2 separate regions of the Mus musculus genome follow, and region 2 is linked to region 1. The links are chromatin contacts, called in public HiCAR-type maps. All regions are on one chromosome and are shown on one strand. The core of a region is the stretch at or near the end of the contact, and the rest is flanking DNA. Distances in the headings are between cores, read along the strand shown. Region 1 overlaps Magi2 (membrane associated guanylate kinase, WW and PDZ domain containing 2). Region 2 overlaps Magi2 (membrane associated guanylate kinase, WW and PDZ domain containing 2).

Region 1 (5,966 bases), core at 2,844-5,343:
TGAGCTGCCATGTGGTTGCTGGGAATCGAACCCAGGCCCTCTGAATGAGCAGTCATTGCTCTTAACCAATGAGCCATCTCTCCAGCCCCTAAAAAGACTTTAATGAAATAGGAATTGAGTGCATCTCCTTAAAGTAGTAAAAATACTACTCTGAAAGGAAAAGCTAGTATTTTGTATAATAGTGTAAAATGTGACTTTCCATTAAACTCATGAATAAAACAGTTTTTTCCATAATTTAAACTTTGTTTTTAAAGAAGTAACGATCTATTTTACTAACTGTAAAAATAAATCAGATGTATGTAAACAAGAAAAAAGAAGTTGTTTATCATGGTGACACAGACCTATAATCTTAGTACTTGAGAAGCTAAGAAAGGCATAAAGAGTATTTAGGGCCAGCCTTGGTTACAAACATCAACTCTGTGTGTGTGTGTGTGTGTGTGTGTGTGTGTGTGTGTGTGTGTGTATGTGTAAACAAAGCAAAAGAACATCAAAATTGCTCAAATAATTATTTGTGTGGCATGAACGTATGTTTCCAAAGTCTAGGGAATAGAATGTAAAAGACAGGGCTGAAACTATATAAAAATCTTATCCCAAAGAAAATCATGAGAAATCAATGATGAAAACATTCAGGGATGCTTGAAAAAAAAAAAAAGAACAATTCTAATAAAAATTGCAAGGAAAAATAAACCATCTTGAGCAGAATGAGAATGGAAAATGTGGTATTTCAAAATTTATGGAGCTCGGCTAAAGAAATGCTCAGAGTCAATTTATAGCCGGGATGCTCTTATTATAAAGAGAAAAATAGAGTCCGTGGTCTGAGGACATACCTCACCAAGATATACGGGAAAGTAAATCAACACAAGGTTGGGAAATGAGATGGCAAGACCCACCGGCAAAGATACTCAAGCAAAACCCACAGGAAAACAGAATCAATCTACCCAAAAGTGATTCTTAAGCATTCTGTAACAGTGGTTTCCAAATACTGACAAATTCAAATACTTCCATGAATGGTAAAATGCCAAAAAGATATAAAGATTATCTGACTAGTTTGTAAAGAAATAGGAAATTTGAGCGGATCTACGTGGGAAAAAAAAAAGTTGTTTTATCAATGCTTAAGAAAGAAAACATAGACAAACTCTTTTTGAGAAGAGATTGAGTGGGACACTTTCCAGCTCATTTTATAAGTTATTATTCTAACAAAGACAAAGGAAATCACAAGGAAAGGCAAAGCATGCACCATCCATCCCCAACAAAAGTACAAGCGAGCAACCAGCAGTGTTTAAAGAACAACAGACCATGGTCAAGTGTTGTAGTGCCAGGAATACAAAATTAGACATCTACGTCATATTATACCAACTTACTGTATTTACAGACTAAAGGCTGAGAACCATACACTCATTTCACTATGTGCAGGACTGAAAGTATAACGTAAAAACAAAATTCTAGGCCTTTAGGCCCAGGCTTGGGAATGTGACCTCTGTGACTTAATGCTCCAAGGTATGCTAATCATAAAACTGATAGCGACATTCCTCCACCCACCTGCTTCCTGGGTTCAAAGAGTGTTCATTCAAAGAAAGTCACCCTGACCATTGCCGCCGCTATGCAAATATGCTATTGTTAGAGGCTCTTAGAAACTGTCTTGAGAGATAACCTGCACAATTACCAGGTATTCCTTGTGACACTTGTGACTTTGCACTTCCTTGGGACTCTTAACTGGTATCTGGTATTTTCCAACAACGCCCTCCCCACTTCCTTGAGTTGTGGTTTCTTCCTTTAAATACCCCCTTACCTAGCTACTTGGGGCACCACGGTCCTCTACCCCTGCGTGGTGTATGACTGTGGGCCCCAGAGTGCTCTTGAATAAAAAAATCCTCTTGCAGTTTGCAGCAAGACTGTTTCTTGTGAGTGATTTGGGGTGTCGCCTCTCCTGAGTCAGAACGTGGGGGAGTCCTCACATTGTGGGTCTTTCAGGACAAGTATGCGAGAAGGCTGAACCCATATCAAACTAACAACAGATGGGACTTCTCAACTTGATAAGGGGCGTCTAAAATCCCTCTACCTAATATCATACTAAAGAGTACAAGACTGATGCTTCCCCCTAAACCCAGTAACAGCAACAAAAAGGGACATCTGCTGATAAGACATCTGTTTAACATCACACTTGAAAAGGTAGCTAGTTAGCTTTAACCAAAAACTTTAAGTTGTCTAGAGTCATAGGGCAGAAGAGCCCTAGACATGCCTGGGGTTAGGGGGTTACTTTGTTAACTAACTGATGGGGGAGGGCCCAGCCAACTGTGGGTAGTATCAACTTACACTTAGGGAGCTGGTATAAGTTGGCCTGCCATTCAGCTGGCAAGCATTACTTCTGATGATTCCTGCTATACTTCTTTGGCTGTGAAGTTTCCCTTGGTGGAAAGTAATGCTATGAGGGAATAGGAGACAGGCATGCCTTTAAGTTCCTGCCTTACTTCTCTCAGTGATAGAATGTGATGTAGAACTGTGAGCTGAAATAAACCATTTCGTTCCCTAAGCTGCTCTTGATCAGAGTGTTTTCTCACAGCATGGGAATGAAAATAAAAGTGTAAGTCAAGGAAAAGATACCAGGGCCATACAAATGTAGAAAAAGGAAAGAAGAACAACTTGCTAGACAATATAATTATATAGACCACATTACAGAATGATGAAAAATCAGATATGCTTACATATATTGGCCATAAATAATTTGAAAATGACATTAAGAAAACAGTTATTAAGAGTACTGGCTGCTTTTGAAGAAGATCTTGGTTCGATTCCCAGCACCAGCATGGCAGATCACAACTGTGCATGTCTCTAGTTCTAGGGCATCTGATGCCCTCTTCTTACTCCCTAGGTATCAAGAATGAGCATGAGGCACAGAAGACATACATGAGAGCAAAACACTCACAACATAAAATAAATCTAAAATAATAAAATAGAGTAGGGAGACCCTCAACAAAAGAAGTCCATGGTCTGTACATAGAAGACCATGACCTTGCTGAGAGAACCTGGAGGAGACTTAAGCAAGTATGGAGATATGTCAGAGTTGGGGTTTAGAAGTTCAGTTTTCAGTTGGAAAGCTGTTCTGTAGTACCATGATCTCAGCAGGTCTTTTATTAAACAGAGGAAGTACAAAGCCTTAGGAAGCAGGAGTTGAAGAAGCAGCCTGCCTCCATCTTAGGCTTAAGCGGCCGTTTTATAGTAACAACAAATTAGGTTCATTCCTACTTATGATTAAATCTGTTTCTCAAGGATTGGGCTGTGCCTCACCTGTAACCATAACCACCGAATGGTTCTGTATTGCCTGGCAATCATGTCTTTGTTTTAAAAGTTGTTTATAACAACCTTGCAATCCTATCTTTGGTTCTAAAGGTTATGTGACCATGTATGACTGACTATCTTGTTATGACTGCCTGTTATGTTTACATTGTGTTTTTTTGTTTTGTTTTGTTTTGTTTTGTTTTGTTTTTGAGATAGGTTTTTCTCTCTATAGACTTGGCTATACAGAGGTCTGTGGGATATAAAACCATGCCGGGGAGCTTGGTAAGGTAGAGCAGGTTGAGACTCGGAGACTCGGTGGTCACAAACCTGAGGCTTAGGTGACTCCCAGCTCTCTGCCAGACTCCTGACTTGGAGTGCCATGTTCCTCACATAAAACAAACATGCCCCATGGTCACATAGGCCCAAAACAGAGTTCTCCATGCTAATGAGGTACCTAGAGGACTGGAGGGCTTAGCCAATAAGCTTCCCTTTCTAGACATTCCTCTCTGCAAAAGGTATTTAATCTTACCCTGAGAAGTGGGATATGGTTTTGCACATCTGACTCTTTTCATCAAGATCCTCTGTGGGGAGCCATGAAGAAGGCCTTCAGCTACAGAGTGGCAGCCTAGTCTCCTGCAGAGGCCTTTTTCTGCAGGGCCCCTAACTATGTTCTCTGCTCTTCTGTGACTCCCAGTGGTGCCTGGATGGCCAAGGGCCTGAGAACTCCACCACCCAGCCACCTCACCCCAGACAGCTCTGGCTTTCCCACCCTGGAGCCATGCCTAAGCACTTCCCCACAGCCCTGCACCCCCTGGTGGCAGTGTGGTGTTAGTACAGCAAGCACAGTCCACCTCCCCAAGAGGCCATGCCCAATGGCAGGGTGGATGTGGGCCTAGAGTGATCTTTCTCTGCCCATTTTTGGAATTAACAGAGTACCAAGTCACAGATGGAACATCTACATCACACTTCCTGAGCCTCAAGGCCAGGGAACATTTCAAAAGGAGGGATGGAAAGATTTTAAGAACCAGAGGTTGGAGAGGATCCAAGCAAAATAGTGTCTTCTGGACAGGACAATTGCTCTCATGAACTCAGAGCACCTGTGATTGCCTACATGAGAAGTGCACAAAACCAAGCCGGTCAACATTCTGGGATGAAAGGGTTAGGGGCTCAGGAGCCTTCAATCCTAACGGATGAGCTATTGACAGTGGATGGCTTCTTGAGAGGGAGAGCCACTTTCCTTTAAGGCACCTAAGGCCACTCATGCTCAAGTGGATGGCACTACACCCAGGCATGTATGGGTGACACTAATTTGATCTTGAGGGTTATTAAAAGTTGGAGGGGGAATGAAGTTGGAATAGAGAGGGGAGGTAGGGTGGGTCTGGGAGAAGTTTCTATTTCTATGCAAATGAAAGGTCCAGGAAGAGCCAAAACAATTTTGTACAGGAGGAGAATTTGGAGGACTCACACCGATTTCAAGATTTAACACAAAGCTACTGTAATCTAGAAAGTCTTACATTAACATAAGAATATGCGTGCAGACTGGGGGGACTGAGTAGAGGATTTGGAAACAAACATCACAAAAGCCAAGGCCAGTCAATAACAAAGAACAGGTTTTGTGGTTTTCGCCAGCAAACAGTGCTAGAACAATTGTCTATATTTGTGCAAAAAATAAAATGAATTTAAGTCCACAATTCTACATAAGAATTAACTTTAAATTGGTTTATATATAGGCACTACGTATAGGCGCTAAAGCTTTAGAATTCCTAGAAGAAAACATGGGAAAAACTTTGTGATTTTTAGGTTAAGCAAAGATGTGACAGGAAATGACCCATGCTAAAATGAGCCTGGTCCACTTAAATTCACCCACTCTAGACCTCCTGTGCTTCTGCATCAAAGACACCAAGAAGACGATGGATAGATAAGCCATGAACCTGAGGGAAGCATTTGTAAATCATCTGTCTTAAAAACACAGCTCAGATTTGTATATGCAATGAGCTTTTGTAACTTAGGATGACAAAGAGAGCTGTTAGCTGTGACAGAGACTCACCTAGCAAGCATCAGGCTCAATTCTCAGTAAAAGAAAAAAAAAAAAGGAAGGAAAAGTGATAAATAGTTCAATATAGAACTGGGAAAATACTTGATGGCACATAAGAGTTTATGAATGCCGATAAGCACATAAGAACATGAAAAGAATAGAGAAATGAAAGTTAAACCCGTGGAAAAGTCTCAGTAAGTACACTACCAATAAAGCGACTGCGCTGAAGACTACTAAACCAGAAGACTGGAGAAACCCTGGGCAGAAACTGGGACTCAGACAGTGCTAAGGGAATATAAAAACTAGCCATGCTTGAAAGCCATTTAGACAATTTATTAATAGCCTAAATATATTTTTAATATAACCATTTCTGGGCATCTACTCCCCAAAATGAGAACATCGGCACAAGAAACAGTTGAAGCCAAAAGTTCATAAATATATTATTCATAAATGCCCAGAGATGAAAACGACTCAAATAACTACCCATAGTGAGTAGATTAATGAAAGGCCCTGTGAGTACTAAAGGGTAGTAAGAGAAACCAGCTTTTCATCCGTGTATATCTGTTAGGTGATTCTCAATAGCATTATGCTAAATAAAACGCTATGTGATGTTAGTCATAAAAATATTATTGAAAGGTGGAACTATTTAGAGAAG
Region 2 (6,866 bases), core at 3,218-5,717, 210 kb before region 1:
CCGAGAGGCAGCTGTGGGCTGAGAGTAGAGCCTATAGACCCCGTAGCCTGCTGGATCTTCCTTTAATACATCATTTTAAAGTCGGTTTTCTTGTCCCTCCCACATCTACTCGGAGAGCTATCTGGGGCAAAGCAAGGGTCAGGCACAGAGGAAACCACAGCTGCAAGACTCCCATAGACCGGCAACTACAGTGCTATGGGGGCCAGTGGAAAAGGAAGGTCTAGTGGGTCTTTTTACTAGGGGCATTTCTTTCTTTATTCCCTTTCTAAACCATGGCCCCGTGTAGCCCAGGCTGGCCATGGACTTGCTCTTTGCCTAAAGGTGATCCTGAACACCTGATCCTCCTGTCTCTGCTCCCAAAGTGCTGAGTCACAGGCATTGAGCCAGCATTCCCAGCTCAAGTCCATTTTCAAAGGCCAAAAGAAGATTCCACTTGGGGACAAGGCGTCTCAACTTCTTCTGATGTCAAATGTTATAATGTAGTTTCTTTATTCTTCCTTTCTCTCTGGGAGGAGGTTGACCCTACAGAGTAAGCATCAGAAGGACTTTGCCTATTGCCTCCGGTTGAGAACACGGTTTTTTGCTCTACTCCAAGTTTGATGAATTGTCCTGGGAGGGACAATAGGATAGTTTTAAGGAACGAAAATGACATATCTTTTCAGTCTTTCAAACATGTCTTACCTTTGAGGCCCAGGGCCAAGGCAAGTTGGTTACTGCCCTGAATGTCAGTGTTCTCTGTAATGGCCTGTAGTGTGTTTGATGTCTATATACCTCATAGGATGCCTAGGAAGGCATGGGACCTACTGTGGTTGTAGTGCCAGGTTTAAATGTCTGAACTGTGAATCCAAACAACACAGAGTCTGTTCCAGGATCATTTTCCCCAATGCGGCAGATCACCAAAAACTCCTATGCCTCTCTTTTCTTAGCAATGTAAAAGGCTGATAGTCCCTGCCTCTTTTGAGTCTTTGTGAAATCTGAATGAGCTGAAGAAGTTAAGACACCCTGTGGAGCACCTGGCTCGCCGAACAGTTAAGTAAAAGCAGTGGTTACTGGTGGTTGTCCAAAAAACCACCAGTTCCCTAGAGGCCCTCTAAAGTCCTCAGACCGGACTAAATCTCATAGAAGTATCCTACATCGGATCAGCTATGTGCAGATGCTAACTATGAAAACTAAGAATATATGCTTACGCACAATGGAGCTGTCTGACACAAGTGCCAGAATCTGAGACCCAGGGCACCAGTCACACCTCAACGCAGAGGCCATGCTGGGACACCAGCATCCCCTGAAGCAGGCAGAGGAAAGCTTTTGAATCAGGCCAGCAGGGCACAATGAGGTGGAAAGAAGAGCATCCTCTGAGGGGAAGCTGGGCTTAAGTACATCGTCTATAGTTTACTACCTGTGAGACCTTTGGGGGAACTGTTCCATCTTTCCAGGCCTTCATTTCTTAACTGTTAACTGTTATCCTCTTCCACTACCTTCTTTATAAAACTGACTTATAGGAAACACTCAGAGAAAGGCTTTATACATTATAGAGCAAGGACTTTTTCTTATTTTTATCGCTTCCTGAGAAAAGGCTCACCTTCAAGTCTATTATTTGGGGATGTGTTTTCAAAACTGAAAATGCTATAGAAGGCTATGGACTATCTCCCAGTGTGCTCAATGGCCCTGATGTTCAGTGTGGAATTTGGGCTGGGAGATGTCTGCACAGTGTGGTGAGCTCTCTGAAACTGTGTGCTGGCGTTATTGGGCTTCAGTAGGATCTGATGCAAGTTTTAGGAATACAGCTGGCCTCCTGACCCCCTGACCACAATCTCTGTTTATATCCACCTGAAACCACTGACGAAGCTGGATACAGGGTGTCTCAGAGGCTGGCTGTTGTTACCTTTCTCCTTTTTAGCATTTAAGCTTGAATGAGTCAAGCAAGTCAAAGGGATTTGTAATGGCTGCATGGGCCAGTCTTCACAGTCAACATTCCCCACTGTGATTGGCTCAGGATGAGGAAAAGAACAACCCACTTTTATTCTTGGCAACATCTTTCCCTGGGACACAGGAAATGCCACAATGTACCAAAGAGGCAATAGTTATAAATACATTAGGAGGGGTAGGTTCGAGCCCCCAAAAGTTAAGAGGATGTACATAGATATAGTTACTAGTTTTATTAAGCTTATTTCTTTCCCCTAAACTCTTTTCTCCCTCTTGCTCCAGCTCCACTCACTCTGACCCCTCTTGCTTAAGCCCAAAAAGCTTAAGCTTTTTGTTTTGTTTTGTTTCTCATTACAGATGGTTGTGAGCCACCATGTGGTTGCTGGGACTTGAACTTATGACCTCCGGAAGAGCAGTTGGTGCTCTTAACTCCCAAGCCATCTCACCAGCCCCAAAGTTTCCCCTATACTCTTAACTGGAAACAGATTAAGAGATCAGGCGCACTCAGTGACTGTACCAGGCCGGTTATTCATGTGTAAATCTTTCTTAGCACTTCAAGTTCAAGCCCTTTACTTGAGTTCTTTCATCTTGCCAGCATAGCTTGATTGAAGGTAAATGGGAGAGGGTATGATTTTTGCTCTAATGTACCTCAGATTATGAGGAATCTCTATTCTATCATTTTATAGGAAACTTTCATGAAAATGGTGTGATTTTCCTCCCCCAGATTTACAGCTCTATTAATGTTTCCTTTTCAGGACCTAAACCTCTAAGGCCGTCTCTCTCTTTACATGTGTGTTATCAGTTATTCCTGAGTGGACTATTGCTGCTTTTAGTAGTATATGTGTACAGGGGAGTGTGTGAGTCTATGCGCATGTGCCTGCAGATCTGGGGAGGAGTGTGTGCAGAGGCCGGAGGGTAACTGTGGGAGTCAGTTCCCCCTTTCCACCATGTTATCCTGGGTTTGGAGCTTAGGCTGTCAGGCTTAGCAGCCTTTACCCAGGAACCATCTCCTTGGCCAAGAGCCATAGTTAATAATTTTTTTTGTAAATTAAAGATTTATTATTTTTAAATTATGTGTATTTTCTGTGGGTATGCACACCTGAGTATCAGTACCAGAGGAGACCAGGGGAACTGGAGTTACATGCATCCTAACTGCTGAGCCATCTCTCCAGTCCCATCATGTTTAATCTTAATGTAGAACTATAATATAGTTTTTATTTTTGTCTTGTTTTTATAATAGCATTATGGAAGACTGATTGGTGTGGGAATAGAATGAGAGATAATTAATTATCTCCCTTGACAAATATTTTGATTTGGAGTGTCTATTAGAAGAACACCAGTGTCAATGAACTAGATAAGGTAGAATGCTACTGCTGTGTGTGTAATATGTGTGTGTGTATGTGAGAATGTATGTGTATGTAAATATGTGTTGTGTGTATGTGAGTGTATATGTGAGTATGTATGTGTGTGTATGTAAGTCTGTGTGTATGTGTATGCATGTGTGTGTATGTGTATATGTGTGTGTGAAGCTGGTGACAAATAGGACGCCCACTAAAATAATGACTGAATCAATGTCAATGTCAAGGTGACCATACTAAGGACCTAAGTGTCATGTTTTGATACAAGAGGGAATTAAGGCCAAACATGATTGGAAAAGAGTCAGGCACTTCATACTGGAAGGATGACTAAATTGGAGGTGTGTAAGAGAGCTCCCTGCCCCTGCCCCACCTTTGTTTCTGCTTCACCCTTTATTCAAACAGTGAGGAAGTTATTCTCATCCATGAGGCAGAACAATGGGCTGCCCCTGGGAGCAGGAGCAGCACATGCATTCCGAACCTTGTCTTCCGTTTTGACCTTGTAGAGTTTTGACCTTGTAGAGTTCACATTCTAGGGAAAGAGCACACTTAAAGAAATGACTATGGTGACTCTAACAGACCTGCACGTGGAATGGTATAAAGATAGATGAATGCTTCTTAGAAATACATTTTTGTGTTAATGCATCTGAATAATGATGGTATTCTCCTGAGCCTTTTGTGTTCCTGTCAACAATTTTATGGCTATGCACATATGTGGGATGGCCTCTGCCTCCATCCGAGATCTGAAGATTGCAGCTGAACTTCAATTTCATTTACAAGGTGCGGTTTTCTTAACAAGAGCAAGGAAGCAAACCAAAGTGCCTTCATTTCTAAATTGCCAAGATTAGGTGGATACAAAAATGAAAGTGAGTGAAGGCCTCAGGATCCTGGCCTTCCTTCTTTATCATTTCCTTGACTCTTAAGGCACAGAACACACAGGTCTCTTGGAAAGAGGCGAGCCTGTGAGAGTGATCTCAGTGCTGTTCTGAAACTGCTTCCTGCTCTTCTTTACACCTCAAACTGAGGGAAGGCCCCCCACGGTCCTCTCAGGCGGCTGCAGTCCCTTTGTTTCCAGCTGCTGTTTGTCTGTTTGTTCCTTTCCATTGGGCTCAACAGTGTCTGTAACTGGAACCAGAGCTGGATGAAGTGCAGTTTGTTTATAACTGACGTGGCTTCACTGTGAGACGTGCTGGCTTTTCCTGTAATTGAAGGTCTTTAGTGACCATGGCAACATGCTTATTAGCTACCAAGGTCAGTGAGTGTTCTGCTCGTTTGTTGGTGAACTGCAGCTGACTTCCCTGGAGGGTATTTAGGGGACTCTGAAGCCTTATTCCATGCCATCAACAATCTAGGTGGGAGAGCCCACACCCCTCTTCCATCCTGCCGTATACTCAGCTCTAATACATTTGCCTCATGATACCTGAACTGTCCTATCCTCCTACGACAGGAACCAAGAACCAGATGGTGTCTGGTGCTCCAGACCTGGCAGTCTTGTAGCTATGGAAACTGAAAAATGAACACATAGTTGAGCCATGGAGTAGCTAGGAATATAATGCCAAAGCAGGGCAGCTCCAGAAAGAACCAGAGACAGTCATGTGCCCAGTGAGTGTCAGGGACAAGGGATGAGCAGAGGTCTCCTGGGACATGACAGGGGAGGTTGCTTGCCTCTCAACTTTGAGGTGTCTTCCATATGTACTATCCAAACGTTGTAATCAGGAGGGCAGAATTAGCCAACAGCTCCATTTGAAGCTAAATATCAGCACTGATTTCTGACAGGATTAACTATGGCCAAATCATGGGGTCACACTGGGAGCTCTGTGGAGGTTATTTTTAATCAACCTTCCCCACCAGGTAATTTATGAAAGTGCTAATAAGAAAGAACAATGTTAGCTTTTGACCAACGGAATAATGGTGGCAGCAGCTTTCTGATTTGGAGAGCAGGAACGATCTAAATCAAAATCTGTAATTAAAAAGGATAATGACTTCTAAATTAGTTTTTATTAATAGAATTAAGCCATGCTAGGTCTTAGATGATATCATAAATTTGATATTAAAATGCTCATCCTTAATGAAAACATATATGGGCTGAATAATTTAAAAGTCACATACTGCATGTTGGTTTATAACAATAAATATATTAATGAGCAATGTGACTTAGTTTGAAGAACCCGTATTGCCAGATAAGTATTTGTGGCTGCTTGTAGATCTGTGTCATATATAGACTAAAGTCATACTACCAGGGAGAAGTTTGACAGACTGGTCAGAGAATGGCCATTCCTTACAAATAGCCTCAGGCTGCCCTCTGTGTTCTGTGTGTCTGGTCTGAATAAGAGGGGACAAAATCAGTCAGGATGATTAGATTGTCCCACAAATAACATTCATCCAGAAGGGCTACTGAAATGAGGGGCAGTGGGATCTGCTTCCCTGGCTCTAAGTGTCTGGTTTCAAAGCCTTGAGAAGCTAAGGCAGGGCACTGCCTGGGGCAGGAAATGAACAGAGCACCTCTCAGTTGGAGTCTTGGCAGCAGGCTGCCTGTTGAAGGCTACTGAGCTTGCTTGGATTTTCTGATGATGACTTTGTCATCTGTCCTTTACTTCTGCCATCTTGGCTCCTCCACTTCCTCCTCTGCTGCCAATCACAGGGAAAGTCCAGGATAGGTTCTCTGGTCTTTCTTTATCAGGTACTGGTAAGATCTTGTTTCTGCTGACCTCTCTACCCCCCCAGCACCCCCCCCCCCCCCATGTAGGGGTGTGCTAGCATTTCTCACTACCTGGAAAGACACAATGTTAGTGTCTTCTAGTTCCCCCTCACTAATACAGGGCTTGAGTTCTCACGGCCAGGCGCACTAGACTTTACAGTGTCTGGTGTAAAGCAAGGGTTCTTCTTGGTCTCCATCCATTAGAGGATGAGCCTGAAAGTAAATCTCTTCCTGGCCTTAAATTATTCCAGGGGAATTTCTAGTAAATACAGGAAACACCAGGGAATAAAAAAAAGAAGAAAAAAAAAAACCCAACAAGAGAAAAATCAACAGCTTCGAGATTTGGCCTCCAGACTAGTGATGACCTGCCTGTATTTGAAGGACTAAAGGAGATCCATGAGGTAAAGGGGAAGCGGCTACACAATCGCGTCTGTTTTACTAGCTTGGCCAACGCAGGGCTTCTCGATGGGAGGGGCCATTGGCAACTGGAGACAGAGGGCAGATTAAGTTCATTTCCGACTCAGAGCAGGAAGAGCTGAGGCCTGCAGTTGAAGCTTTCTGCTTCTGGTTTTTACTTAGCACCCCTACCTAACTCTGTACAGGCTATTCCTGCCTGAATCCCTCTATGAAATGCTCGACCACCACAAATCTCTGCTGAGGACTGCCATACTTGCACCTGTAACCTGTTCTTTCCTGTGATCAACGGTTGCAGAGAGAATTGCAGTTCCATGATGTTGCAGTGGTTGTGGGACAGCACCTAACAGGCTTTATAACACCATTTCTCCACCCTAGTTGTGGATGTGGGGGGGTGAGGGCGGGGCCTGGGGAGGGGGAGGGACATCTATTAGAACTTGATAAAGAAAACCCACCAGGTGCAGCTTGCCAGGCTG

What was found. HiCAR-type assays count read pairs that join an accessible place to other places.
Region 2: a contact with region 1 is called in a HiCAR-type map of embryonic stem cells, with 6 times the contacts expected there. The contact joins two enhancer-like sites. A contact is called at or near these places in 1 of 15 datasets of contacts at CTCF or cohesin (large pre-B cells), 1 of 484 Hi-C or Micro-C datasets (embryonic stem cells), 3 of 115 datasets of contacts at active chromatin or transcription factors (all in embryonic stem cells) and 1 of 9 other capture datasets (embryonic stem cells).

The regions. Positions count from the first base shown.
Region 1 is chr5:20,468,753-20,474,718 of GRCm38.p6, reverse strand. All of the region lies in intron 10 of Magi2 (membrane associated guanylate kinase, WW and PDZ domain containing 2), which reads right to left. Among named protein-coding and RNA genes, the nearest start is that of Gm52764, 71 kb to the left of the region's middle. Within about 2 kb of position 4,093, at least 4 of the 459 cell types and tissues checked have an H3K27ac peak or open chromatin away from gene starts, as enhancers often do. A contact at or near this core is called in embryonic stem cells, where this site is marked.
Region 2 is chr5:20,674,287-20,681,152 of GRCm38.p6, reverse strand. The region is part of intron 22 of Magi2 (membrane associated guanylate kinase, WW and PDZ domain containing 2); the gene reads right to left. Gm52763 (a long non-coding RNA gene) reads left to right here. Exons shown (of 2, transcript XR_003955723.1): 2 at 1-85. Among named protein-coding and RNA genes, the nearest start is that of Gm52763, 3.9 kb to the left of the region's middle. Within about 2 kb of position 4,467, at least 76 of the 459 cell types and tissues checked have an H3K27ac peak or open chromatin away from gene starts, as enhancers often do. A contact at or near this core is called in embryonic stem cells, where this site is marked.